Regions from separate parts of the Nothobranchius furzeri genome. Here region 1 is linked to region 2. The links are chromatin contacts, called in public Micro-C maps. All regions are on one chromosome and are shown on one strand. Each heading gives the region's core, a stretch centred on a gene start, on an enhancer-like site or on the middle of the called end of the contact. The rest is flanking DNA. Distances are from core to core; before and after follow the strand shown.

The links. Hi-C and Micro-C count contacts between places; a contact is called where the count stands out from the background.
Region 1: a Micro-C map of tail fin shows a contact between it and region 2, with 12 times the contacts expected there. The contact joins the enhancer-like site here to the promoter of arl4d in region 2. A contact is called at or near these places in 2 of 2 Hi-C or Micro-C datasets (skeletal muscle and tail fin).

What each region holds. Positions count from the first base shown.
Region 1 is chr16:48,546,512-48,553,126 of NfurGRZ-RIMD1, reverse strand. No RefSeq gene overlaps it. Among protein-coding and RNA genes, the nearest start is that of dusp3a, 12 kb to the left of the region's middle. Within about 2 kb of position 2,851, at least 1 of the 3 cell types and tissues checked has an H3K27ac peak or open chromatin away from gene starts, as enhancers often do. A contact at or near this core is called in tail fin, where this site is marked.
Region 2 is chr16:48,513,460-48,519,767 of NfurGRZ-RIMD1, reverse strand. It overlaps arl4d (ADP-ribosylation factor-like 4D), which reads right to left and starts at 3,983. Exons shown (of 2, transcript XM_015962671.3): 1 at 3,883-3,983; 2 at 1,772-3,125. The coding sequence starts at 3,056. The coding sequence ends at 2,451.

The DNA of each region.
Region 1 (6,615 bases), core at 1,602-4,101, 34 kb before region 2:
ACTTTCATTGCTCATTTTCTAGTTACACAAATAAATATTTATTTGTTAAAAAATTAAGTAGCTCAATGAAATCATGCAGCTGAATATAGTGAATAAAAACTGCAAAATTAGTTTTCAATTTTGTGATTAAAAGCAATAACACTAAAAAAAACAGAGAAATCTACAACAGTGATGAAAATGTAAAACATTATGTTGAACTTTTGCTTCACAGACTATTTCTGACAGCCAGCCACATGCAAAGTAGTTATAATGAAATACACAACATAAAATGTGTTTATTACACCTATAGTACAAATGTTGTTATGTTCATTTCTATGATCGTCACAGTCATGTAATGAGTTATTATAATTCTTCCAAATAAAACACACTTATGTGACTTTATAGAGTTTTCTGTCCCTTCTATGCAGCCTGGTGCCAAAGGTGTTTGGCCTGGTGATAGGAGAGCCCTGATTTGATGCATTATGAGGATTTCTGTAAAGTGCAGTATTATCCTTGGCTTGGTCAGTTTAGTGCTTTTTGTGTATGAATTGCAGATGAATCGGGTATTTCTATATTTCTTTTTGCATCCATATTTAAAATTGTATAGCTCTAAGCTGTAGGAAGAGAGAAGGGATTGTTGGAGGTCTCCCGCCACTCCATCAAACTGGATATTAGGAGCAGCCCAACAATGGACAATTAAAATAATTGCCGTGCAGACAATTAAGAAACAAATTTAACAATAAAATATAAAGATAATCTATAAAAATTAAAAGTGTTCAATAGGTTAAAGTGAAAAGAGGTGTGGTCCTGCCATTTGACCAGAGGTCAGAAAACACATAAACTTGTGGAAAAATAAGGAGTTGTTCTTCTTGCTTCAACAGCTTTTCTTCTTCTGCAGTTTTGCAAAGATAAAAGAGATTTGACCGTGCTTGCTTGAAACACGTTTGGCAGCAGTTCTCATGTTTTATTCTCTCGCGGTTTTCTCTTTTATAAATTCTTTTTGAAGATGAGCAAAGAAAACAACACCTCCTCCGGTCTTACTCCCCTCCGAATCCATTCATTATTGACACAATAAATCATAGATGGATTTTAGGTAAAGTCCTTCTGATTACTTCTCTATTACACACTTACCTTCATTCCACAGTTCGCTAAATAAAAGGAATCCCTCTCAGAGTGACTAACAGGCTCGTCTCTGAGTCCTAACCTGCTAACATCTGGGGAAACTGATAACATTCTCATTCCTAACCCTAAAAATCTCATCCTGGCTTTCCAATTCAAACAAACCATCTCATAAACAGAACAACCTGTCTGAAGAGATGATCTCTCCCTTTTTCTCGGAGATTTACGGCTTCCATGTTTGTGTTTTGCCGACAAAAGCCTCTTTGTGAAGCCCAGATTTAAGCCCGCTGTTATTTGAACCACGGAGTGATGACTTGATTACCACACCGTGTTGTCTCAGGTTATCCATTTGGGGTCATATTCAGAGGAAAGGAGTACGCAGGGCAATGTAAACTGCAAGAAATCACAGCCAGGATATTTAAGAAGGTTAGCCAACAGCTCTTTTAATGAAAAGGCTGAAAAATGCTGGTTAGGGTTCTGGCATCTCCAGTTTCTGGTTTAGAAGCTGCTCTGAGATAGATCAGATCAAACACAAACAAACCACTGCATCCCTTTCTAGGATATATTCACCCCAGCACTAGAGCAAAAAAAAAAAAAAAACGTACAGACAAACCGCCTGTCCATTTGAACTATTCGCCCTCCCTCCCTGAGGCAGATTATCAAACAGCCTCAAGCCTGGACAGCAAGGGTATGGAAGGGCTTCATTCCTGAGACGGTGAGTCACATGAACCCTCTCCACTTTGAGAGTCTGTCCACGTTTGGATTTTAGGGGATAACTTTTTTTAGAGAAACACATTTTATTTGACGTTGTTGCAAATATTCTGTTGAAGGACACAACGTAATTTAATCTTAATGGAATTTTTTCTAAATCAGTGGTTGACTTGTTTAGTCAGTACATTTGCAGAGTCTCTAGTAGGAATGAATGCCTTGTAAGTCACTCTCAAGGGAAAAATTGACCAGTGCACCTTTTCTCTGACCTAAAGGTTGCCCACATCACAGCTGAGCTTCAGACGGCAAGTTTTGGAGTCTTATTTCCTGATGTTTGGACATCTCGCCTCTAACTGGACAACAGCAACACAACTCTACCACTGACTTGCAACATTGATGTTATATCTCCACCAAGCCTGAAGGTGTTCTGCCATGTGGTGAAGTTGCTAATCCTAACGGTTAGTTTCAACTAGCCGAGACGCGCTCTGCTGTTTCCCGAGCGCTAGCCTTCCCCGTCATGAGTGAAGATGGGCGAGTCCATGAATGTTAATTCATAGTGTGACGTAGATCTGTCAAGCTTTCAAATGTTTCACCGTCTATTTTCTATCAGAAGCTAATGCAGGAGATAGGTGTAGGAGACTATTTTTATGTTCAGCCTGCATGAAAAACTCACAGTGACAGTTTATAATCATAAATTAAAAAATGATTTTTCTGTTTTCCACATGAATCAATTCCTTTACTCTTTGCAGCATGATATAACTTGAGAAAATTGTCTTGTGATGCTTTATTGCAGTTCCTGTTTTGTTTCAAAATAGGACTTTCCTCTTATTTTAAACGCACCCTCTTTGTAAACCTATATGGTTTTAACATTTAACCCTAATTATGTTCTTAGACATGAGTGAAAATGTCCTCAGTAAAGTGATAAATTTAACTCAGGAGTTTTAGTAACATCTCTCTTGTTTGCTGCTAGCTCAGGCTGTATAATTATTTTATTCCTCCCTATTTTGACCTGCAGACACGCCCCCAACCAGCCTTCGAGGTATTTCCTGAAACTTATTTTGCTGTTTTACATCACATTCATTCCTGTGCTGTCCCCACCCATTCCAGTCGAGGCAGAAAGGTTTCATTCCCAAAGTTTCCTCTGATGTTTTTCTCAGTCTATTGAAATTCTGTCTATCTAAAGAGGGCATTCTTTTGAGGCTGATTGAGGGCCAATGCAAATTCCAGCTGCCTCACCCAGACCGTCAGCAAGTTATTTTCTGTCCCTGGCTCACCAAAAGTGAAGGACACATTATCTTTCAATGTGTAATGATCACTAACAAAGTTAAGAGTTTACGCAGATCATACTCGGCTATATTTATGGGCTAGTTAAGCAAATTTTAAGAAATCAGAACCTGGGGGGACTTTGCATGTCTGTTTTCTGTTTTTGGACTTTTTAAAATGCACTTCTTCTGTTCCTCTATTTGGAAAACCCTTAACTTAAATTGGAAAATAAAACACATTTCTTGGAGTTTATTTTTTAGTCAGGAGACATTACATCTTCACAAAAACATCATTACTCATTCTACACTTCTAGAGTTCATCTTGCCCCCCTTTTTGTAGATTTGTAAAACTATTTTAGAAGCTTTGTAACTGCTTCAGTAGATCTCTCTGATTATCTTGGTGATTTAGTATTCACACAGAAGACTTGCTCCTGTTTCAGGTTGCAGCAAGTTCAGACCACTGCTACAGACATAAATACGGTCACAGTCTGTGTCGCCTGTTCCAGTATTTTTGTTGTTTCGCGCAACTCCCCTGTTAATCATGCATACTTGTTCTTAGTCATTCAGCTCACCTGTTCCTTATCTAGCATTCACTTCCCGCAGCACTTAAGCTGCCTGGTTTCATTCTCCCGTATTGAATTATCCTGTTTTGTTTGTTAGCCCTCCAGGAGTCTTCAGACTATTTCTAGTGTTCCCCGTTTGTTCCTAGTGTTCTGTTATTTTTTTTACTTAGTAAATAATGTTTAGTTTACCTGCCTCTTCAGTGGGATTCCTCTCATTTGCACTTTTTTATCCAACTACATGGAACCCTGATAAACACTCAGACCTGATGGTGTCTTTCTCAGGTCAGATGGTACGACTACAAAGTCCATCATCGACCTGCGAGCTAGGCTGCCCTGGTACCAAGTGCACCGATGGGCATCCTTATGTTCGAACATGGTGTTCGTTATGGCCAAACTGCGGCTTGCACAGAAGTCCAATAATGAAACACCACTCGAGTTCAGATCAGGCGGGCCGTTCCTCCCAATCACACCCCTCCAGGTCAAGCTGTCATTGCCCACGTGAGCATTGAAGTCCCCCAGCAGGACAATGGAGTCCCCTGATGGAGTACTATCTAGCACTCGTCCCAGGGACTCCAAAAAGGGTGGGTACCCTGAAATGATATTTGGCCCATAAGCACAAACAACAGTCAGGACCCGTTCCTCAACCCGAAGGTGCAGGGAAGCTACCCTCTCGTCCTCCGGGGTAAACCCCAACACACAGGCAGAGTCTTGGGGCTAACAAAAAGCCCACCCCAGCCCTCCGCCTCTCACCCGGAGCAACTCCAGCAAAGGAGAGTGTCCAACCCCTCTCAAGGACTTGGGTTCCCGAACCAATGCTATGTGTCGAGGTGAGTCCGACTATATCTAGCCGGTACCGATGAACTTCTGCCACAAGCTCTTGCTCCTTCCCCGCCAGCGAGGTGACGTTCCATGTCCCAAAAAGTAGTTTTCTTGTCCGGGGATCGGACCGCCAAGGCTCCCGGTCTGCCACCCGATCCACACTGCACCGGACCCTTCATGTTCCTCCTCTGGGTGGTGGGTCCACAGTTGGATGAGCCCATGTTTCTGGTTCAGGCTGGGCCCGGCCACCAGGCGCTCGCTCACGGGCCACAACCCCAGGCCTGACTCCAGGGTGGGACCCCGGTAACCCTCTGGGCCGGGTACTCCAACTCTTTGAATTTACAGCCATGAACGATCCTGTGAACATTTGTTTGTTGGGTGCAAAATATGACTTAATTCACCATTTTCACTCACATCACCCACTGGTGCACAGAATGTCAGTAATTACGACTTTACACCATTGGGCTGAGAATATTCCCACAAAGACTGCAGGAAAGCAAAAGGAAGGGAAACACATCTAGAAAGCTCTCCAAAACTGCAGATACCCTAACTGGACGTCTTTATGAAATCCACTAAGAAGTCTGGAAAAGCATCCACAACAGCAAATAGTAAAGAAAAGGACAACTGTGGCGGGAGTCTCAGAGAAACTTAGAAGAATTTTCTCCAATCACAACATCCTAGTAAACTTTAAACCCAACAACTCCCTCGGACAGAAACTGGTCCATCCGAAAGACAAAACACCCAAACAGAATCAATCAGTCAATCAAACTTCATTTATAAAGAGCTTTTCAAACAGAAAATGTACCTCAAAGTGCTTTACAGATTAAAGAAGACCCCACATATCCCACAAACGTCATTGACAATTACCCCCCCCCCCCCAACCCAGTGACACACACATACACACACATGCCCACATTTTATTATTTATTTATTCTTAATTTAATCAAGAAGGTCCCATTGAGATTAAAAACCTCATTTTCAAGGGAGTCCTGGCCAAGGGGCAGCAAAAGTTACAGTTACAAAAGTTTCAGCTCATGTTATGTAGAAAATTACAGAAGGCAGTTACAACACAGGGAATCTGTCTCAAGGGTTCTTAGTCTGGATTTAAATGTATTCCAGGAGATAAACTCGGTTACTTTCCAGTTTTCCTGAGCCTGGTCCATGCAGAAGGAGCAGAGTGAACGCAAGCCCTTTTGCCCAGTTCGGTGGGAGCAAATGGAACACTAAGCAACAACTGATCATTTGCATGCAGACTGACAGAAGTTACACTTCTCCGTGAGGTTAAGTTACAGATGTAGGTGAGTAGTAATCCAAGCATGACCTTATAAATCAAAGTGTCCCTATGTCCCAACCACCTGGTGGGTAAAGAAGGCTATCCCACTAGAGAATACAATTCACAATGATGGGTCAGTGGTCTACAGTTAGTAATAAACCTCAGCGAGGCACGATAAACCACATCAGTCTTACCAAGACGCTGCTTGCACACATGCACACACCACACACTTGATAACATAAGTAAACACTGTGGCTCAGATGAGTCAGGTACGTAAGGATATGCCATCAAAGGAGTCATCTGCCCCAACAATAGCAGATCCACCATGGCAGCAGCCAGGACAAGACACCGAGCAGCCAGAGGAGGAAGGGCGAGGGCCCCCACCTACACCCAAGCACTACCTGGAGAGCACTGAGGCCGCTGCTGCAGACCACCGGCCCTGAGGCAGGGGGCCGGTGGTGTGGTAAAGGAATAAAATTGCAAGAGGTAATATGAAGATAAATAAATAGTGATCAGTTACATGATTGTTTTTTTAAAGTATTTGTAATGTTATAGGGAACACTTATTTTTGTTATTAAACTTATATCAAGAGTAAAATTCAGTCCTCTGTGTGTAAAAGTTTTACGAAATAAGTCTTAATTGAATCAGAGAAAATTTAAGTTGCTAAAATAAACACTTGGTTAAATGTTTCATCAAATTTATTTTGTGCATTAATGAGAGTTTCCTGGGATGCACGACTCTTTCTCTGAATTTGTTCTGTGCCGTTTAATTCTGAATGTCCACAAAATGCTACAAAAAGCTTATTTCTGCATTTTTGCTTGTTTGTTTCTCCAAATTCCAGCTTTCCCTCATCTGGCTCTAAAATTCAAATTAGACTTTAATATACCTCATA
Region 2 (6,308 bases), core at 2,734-5,233:
CAGCCACCTTTATATTCAGTGTAGAAGGACACCCGGCAGGAGGCCTACGAGTGCCTAACAGGTTGTTATTGTATTGTGTCAGAGAAGACAAAACAGTGGCACACACACACCTGCACACGTCCAACATAGCCTTGGCTTTCCTGCACAATAATAGAAATGGTGTGAAGAGTATTTCCAGTAACATATCCTCCACACACATATCTTTGATGGTATTTGCATGAGAAATTTTGAGTTATAAATCAATTTGAGTGCAAAACACAAATAGACTCGAGCAGCAGTGCAGAAAAACAGTCACTGAAGGTCACTGTGTTTTTCTCTTTCCTCTTGCAAAGAGTGTTTTATAACACATTTTTTAACAGGAGAATGATATGTCACGTTGTGTCTTCTTCAAACTTATTCTAGACGAGTAATCTAGGAGCAAATCTGAGATGGTTTCAAACCAAACCAGCATGTAAAACTGGAATGACCACCACTTTAGTTTTCTCCACCTTGTTTCACTCAACTCCAACATCGCTAATGATCCTCAAACACCACTGATACTAGCACAACGTGGTACAATAATGGACTTTAATTTGGCCTTTTGGTGACTCATAGCATTTGTGATCAGTTATATTAGCATTAAAATTCTGGATGAGTCAAAAGTCTCACAAGAAGAATGAAAATTTCCATCATAAAAAATAACCAGTGAGAGATGAAAGGGAAACTGGTTTGACCCTGCTTGAACCTGTTGTTGTGATTATCACTCACTCCAGTTATTAGTGAGGACACACTTCCTGACTAAGGGGGAATCTGGTGAAGGTGGACAAATTGTGCAAAACTCACTTTTTTGCTGCTATGTGGGTCTTCACTGCATCTAAAAACACTCCAAACATGAAAAAATCCACCCATTTGTTTTCTGTCAGTGTTTGGTTTTAGGAATTATGTGCCTAAAACAAATTGTTTCAAAAAGACCCTATTTGTGACATCACAAACGGGGGGCATTTACTGTAGCCCTTTTTACAAGAAATGCTATATTTTGCTGCTTTTAATTATATTTATGCTTAATCAACCACATAATTTCATTTAAGTGAGGAAAAAGTTTATTTAAGAGAGTGGAGCTGCATACAGACTAGCATTTAGCCCATCAGTCTTTCTACAGATAAGCACTGTATTTTCCTAACAGAGGCTGTTCAGGAAGCGATTGGATGAGACTGTTTATAACCTTTTAGACAGAAACATGGTTGTAAAAGTCCAAAATATAATTTGCACAAAAAATGAGGATAACTTCTGCAGAGCCAAAACAACAAAATCCCCACTGCTTTAGCGTGAGCAGGATTGTTTTGTCTTACACGGGGGAGGGGGAGAGCACCCCCACCCCCGACAACCCTGTTTGCTGATCTGATCGTGCATAGAAAGGACTGTGAATGGTCATCGTTGGTTTTGAATAGAATCACTGAATCACTAACATTTGCCTCCTCAGTAGATGCAAACAGCTTTGGGTGCTTTCAGCAGAAGAGTGAGTCTTCTTGAAATCTCCTTGGTTTCAGTTAACTCCTAAGGGACATATCTATCATTAGCTCATATGTGTGCAGGCCTTTAGTGCCCAGCAGGCCATGGACTGCAGCGCCACAGAGAATCGAAGCAGTCGAGTCACCGGCCGTAAAACTAATAGATTAACCTCCAGAAATAAAGCTGTGATGCTGTCCTTTCACTAAAACCAAGTCCTCTTTTTGTTCTGAAATGTCTTTGTGGACCCAAAAATGTCTTAAAGACACAACAAACACTGCTGCTCCAGAATTAAAGGTGTTTAATCACTTATTTATTATACCTAAAAATACAACATAGCAGTTAAATTCTGTACACATTTGTTAGGTCTGCAGATTTACAAAAATGTACAACTCTCGCTAACACTGGGATGAAAACTGTGCTTACGACAGGAAGAAAGTTATTGGTTCTCTGTAACCACTGAACACTGTTTAAGTTCACATTATTAGGAACATGAAATAAAATCTCCTGCTCTGTTCAGCACAAACATTATGAAGCATTCCATAAACATTTGGGGATGAAAATGTGGAATAAAAATAGCCATTCAAGGGAAAAGCTGTGCAGTCTAGCAACAGTGTTTGTAGATGTGTTACTTCTCTAAAGGTTCGCTAGAAGGATATAAATGTGCTTCTATAGTAAATCTAGTTAGAAACCTTTAAATCAAGACTAAGAAAGCACTTAGTGATGACTAACTGCTGTCCATTTCCTTCTTGAATCTTTAAGTTCAGCTTCCAAAGTGCAGCCACAGGACTGCACCGCAAAGACCGTCAATGCTGCCTCCGTATTGTGAGCAAATCCATTTCCGCTGACCCCAAGGCAGTTTGTAATTGTTGGCACAAATCACTCTCCCGTAAAAAAAAAAGAGGACCATTAAATCGTGGAAGTGTCCCAACATCGAGCAAAACTCCTCGGGTTACGCTGAGAGTTCATCTCTTTCTGTTCCGATTGTGTTTCACCGTCTTCTTCCTCTTCACGATCATCTCGTAGAGTTTTTCCAGGCCCGCCTGCAGCCCCTGACCGTCCACGGCGCTGCAGCCCTGCACGTGGTACAGCGTGTACATGCTCAGTTCATGTACGGAGAGCAGCTTCTCCACCTCGCTGACGGACAAGGCTGAGTCTTGGTCCTGCTTGTTAGCCAGGATGAGAACAGGAACCCCCTGGTTCTCTGAGGTGCGGGTGATCTTATGCAGCTCCACTTTGGCCTCCTCCATGCGTTCCAGCTCAGTAGAGTCCACCACAAACACAATCCCATCTGTTCTCCTCGTGTATGACTTCCACAGAGGGCGCAGCTTCTCCTGCCCACCCACATCCCACACCTGGAAGTTTATGGCCCGGGATGCTCCCACGGACACTTTGATCTTCTCCATGTTGAACCCCTTGGTGGGGATTGTTTTGACAAACTCCTTAAGCTTCAGCCTGTAGAGCAGGGATGTCTTGCCAGCTGAATCGAGGCCAATGACCACCACGTGCAGATTCTGGAAGTTTGGCAGGAACGAGGTGTTGGGAGCCATATCAGTCAGCTGATTGCCCATGATTCCAGGCAACGACTGGGAGTCGAGGGAACAGATTCCTGGTTTAATCCTCTCTCTGAAGACCAGCACCTTATCAAAACACAGAGAACTCCCGTTAGCACTGAATGAGAAGATCAGTAAGGCTCATTTGCAAACTAAGAGTCATTTCACATTCACACCTTAAACTACTTGGTGTTGTTTGACCCAACTAGCGTGGAAGTTCTCACCCTGACCTGGATCAGCAATTCCCGGATTGGCTTTAGTTATGTGAAATACTAAGTGCCACACAGAAGAGTTGAATGAAGAATGAACCAGGAGTCTGAGGTAGTATTAGGTTCAGCCTAATCCCCTTAAGACGGTTAAGGTGGAAGGGCTTTTCCTGAGGCAGATCGGTGCTGCAGATGCAATATGTATTCTGGCTCTGGAGGCTGTTTTTGCAGCAGCAGCTATAATCCGGCTGTTGTTGATATCCTGATACCATCAATCATCTGCCCACAGCTACCACAGGACAGGGACTCATTCCTTCTGATAAGGCTTCACATACATGAAGGAAATCCTCCAGCGAGGTGAGAAGCTGGGGTAAAACGCGGTGCCACGTTTCTCACTATTCACATACATCACTTTAGTTCACTACCTTCTCCTGTGCTTGTTTTGTTTAGATCGTTACCTGGTAAACTAGGCAACTTGGGCGTCTTCTCTCGACTGAGCTTGAAATGGACTGGAAAGCCATAACGACTCCATAATAAACGCGAATCCGAACATTAAATGAAACACCAAGCTGCCTTCGTCCCAGAACAACAACAAAAGCCCTCATACCTCTGATATGTAAGGAGGAATAATCACCCACAAGCGATTAAAACATCCATAACGGAAGGTGTTCTGCTCCTCTCTTGATCTCCTCCAGCGGGCTGACTGACAGGATTTATAGAGACGCTCGAGCTACGCACGAGTTACGTCACGGCCACCTGAAGGGAGCTGCTCCGCGCCTCCTGCAGGTAAATATACGAAACTACAGGGCCTGCTGCGTCTGAAAGCCACTTTGTATGGAACTAGGATTGGGACAATACTACATGTAACTTGTACCAAGCTCTGTAACCTGTAACATGTTTTGTAATTGTAACTTTTGTTTTGTAGCATGTAATTCTTGTTTTGTAACACATAACTTCCGTTTTTGGGCTTGTTTTTAAATCAGACAACATTAGATGAAACTTGGTGCACGAAAACGAAACAAAAAAATTCTTGAAATTTACCACAGTAAAAACAAGTTTTTTTTTTAATAAGTGAAAATCAACTTGTGAAAATGATATGTTGCTTTTGATTTGTGGGTCATCAGAACATTTTTCAAAAACAAACTAACACCACTGGCCTGGACTAAAATGATGCTACTCAGAGACAACACTGAAGCCCCACAGGGACATGTGCTCAATTCCAGTCCTGGAGAGCCAGTATCCAGCACGTTTTAGTTTTAATTCTGCTTCAACACACCTGATTTCAATCAGCAGGTAACTAACAGGCTTCTGCAGAGCCTGGTGAGCTGCTGTACAGGTGAATAAACAACTGAAGCAAGTGTGGTGGAGCAGAGAAACCACTAAAACATGCTGGATACCAGTCATGAAGGAGCAGAATTGACTAACTCGGATAGGGTGTGTCCTGTAATCAGCATCATAGGTGTCTTCAATCTTTTCGTCAGTCCCCCTGCCTTTTTAGAGTGAAAAGAAATCACACTACTAAACAGTATAATATTGTCCCACAGGGAAAGTGGGACACAGAACAGCGAGGACAGAATTATCTCAGCAGAGACAGAGGAGCATCTAGAAGGTAAAGGCTAGATCAGGAGTTCTCAGTCCTGGGGGGCTGGTATCCAGCACGCTTTAAATGTTTCCCTGCTTCAACGCCCCGATTTTAACCAGCAGGCTTCAGCAGAGCCCAATGAGCTTCTGATCAGGTGACTCAACCACTGAATCAAGTGTGTTGAAGCATAGAAACAAGGAAAATATGCTGGAAACTGGCCATCCAAGACAAGGATTGAGAACCCTTGGCCTAAAGGATGATCTCCAGGCAGCTGAAGGCCAGAAGACCACATCTCAGCAGCCTGGTGTGCATCTGACTACAGATTACTAAGAAGTTTAAGGTCCTTGGGTCTGTAGCCACCTTCCCAGGTTGTAAACACAAGAGAAAATCTAATCCCAGGTTGATCAGGTAGCAGTGGATAGTAGAAAAAGAGGCAAAGATACCACCCAAAGATGAAACACTGTTTTCAGTTTTTATTTCATGTAACCAGGTAGATTAATGAGTGGAAACATCTCATATACAGGGTTCCTGGCCAAGATGGTTATCTCGCTCCACCTTGTGGCCAGTTGACCAAAGAACAAGGTTTTGTAAAAGGCTCAAGAGTAATTAGTTTCAAACTTTTCATGCGTCACCTTTGGAAATCTCAAAATTTCTGCTATTATGACAGAAAAAATCAGTCAAGGCTAAACATAGGTCAACTCAGTCTAATCCTGAGTTCTTGTGTATTTTCAGTCTACTCCAAGGTCTACCCTCATGCATTTAATCACGCGACTCCCTCCCAATAGAAAGGCTAACGGCTTATCAGGAAGTGTGTGTGTGTGTGTGTGTGTGTGTGTGTGTGGGGTTCAGAGTGAGTTTCTGCTTGTTAAGCAACAATAAAGCTCAACCCTCCCATATTCCAGTCAGAATTTACAAAGCTCTTCGGATTGAGAAGTGAAACATCTTCAAGAAACCAAAGAAGTCTAGTTATTTTCATTTGAACCCTTTTGGATTATTCTAAAGGTATTTTTTCCACTAACATACATTTTTAGAGCAACAATATAAAATAAAGCAGCAGCAACAGTACTTAAATCCTCCCACAGAAGACAGAATACATGATCCTGTATAAGAATTGATGAAGCTGGTTTTTGAGGAGCATGCTGATCTTGTTAAAGAGTCTTGAGTTTTTGAAATTTAGAAACAGACACATATTAGATTTTTACGGAAAAGTCTTGTACAGATTACATGAAAGGATAGAAACTCAGCGCCAAACATTCATGCTGATAACACTACTGACCAGGCATCTATTTGATCAGCAGGGGTCCCCACTGAGCCAGAAGTAGTCTCCGCCATCAGAAAAAATGGTCAAGCTCCAAAATGTGAAAAATCATTGGTCTAATAAAACCACAAGAAATGGATAAAAGGCTGTCAAACACTATACTGTTACCACTATGGAAGTGTGACTATGAAAAAGAAACTCACACTGACTTTGAATTTCACAAT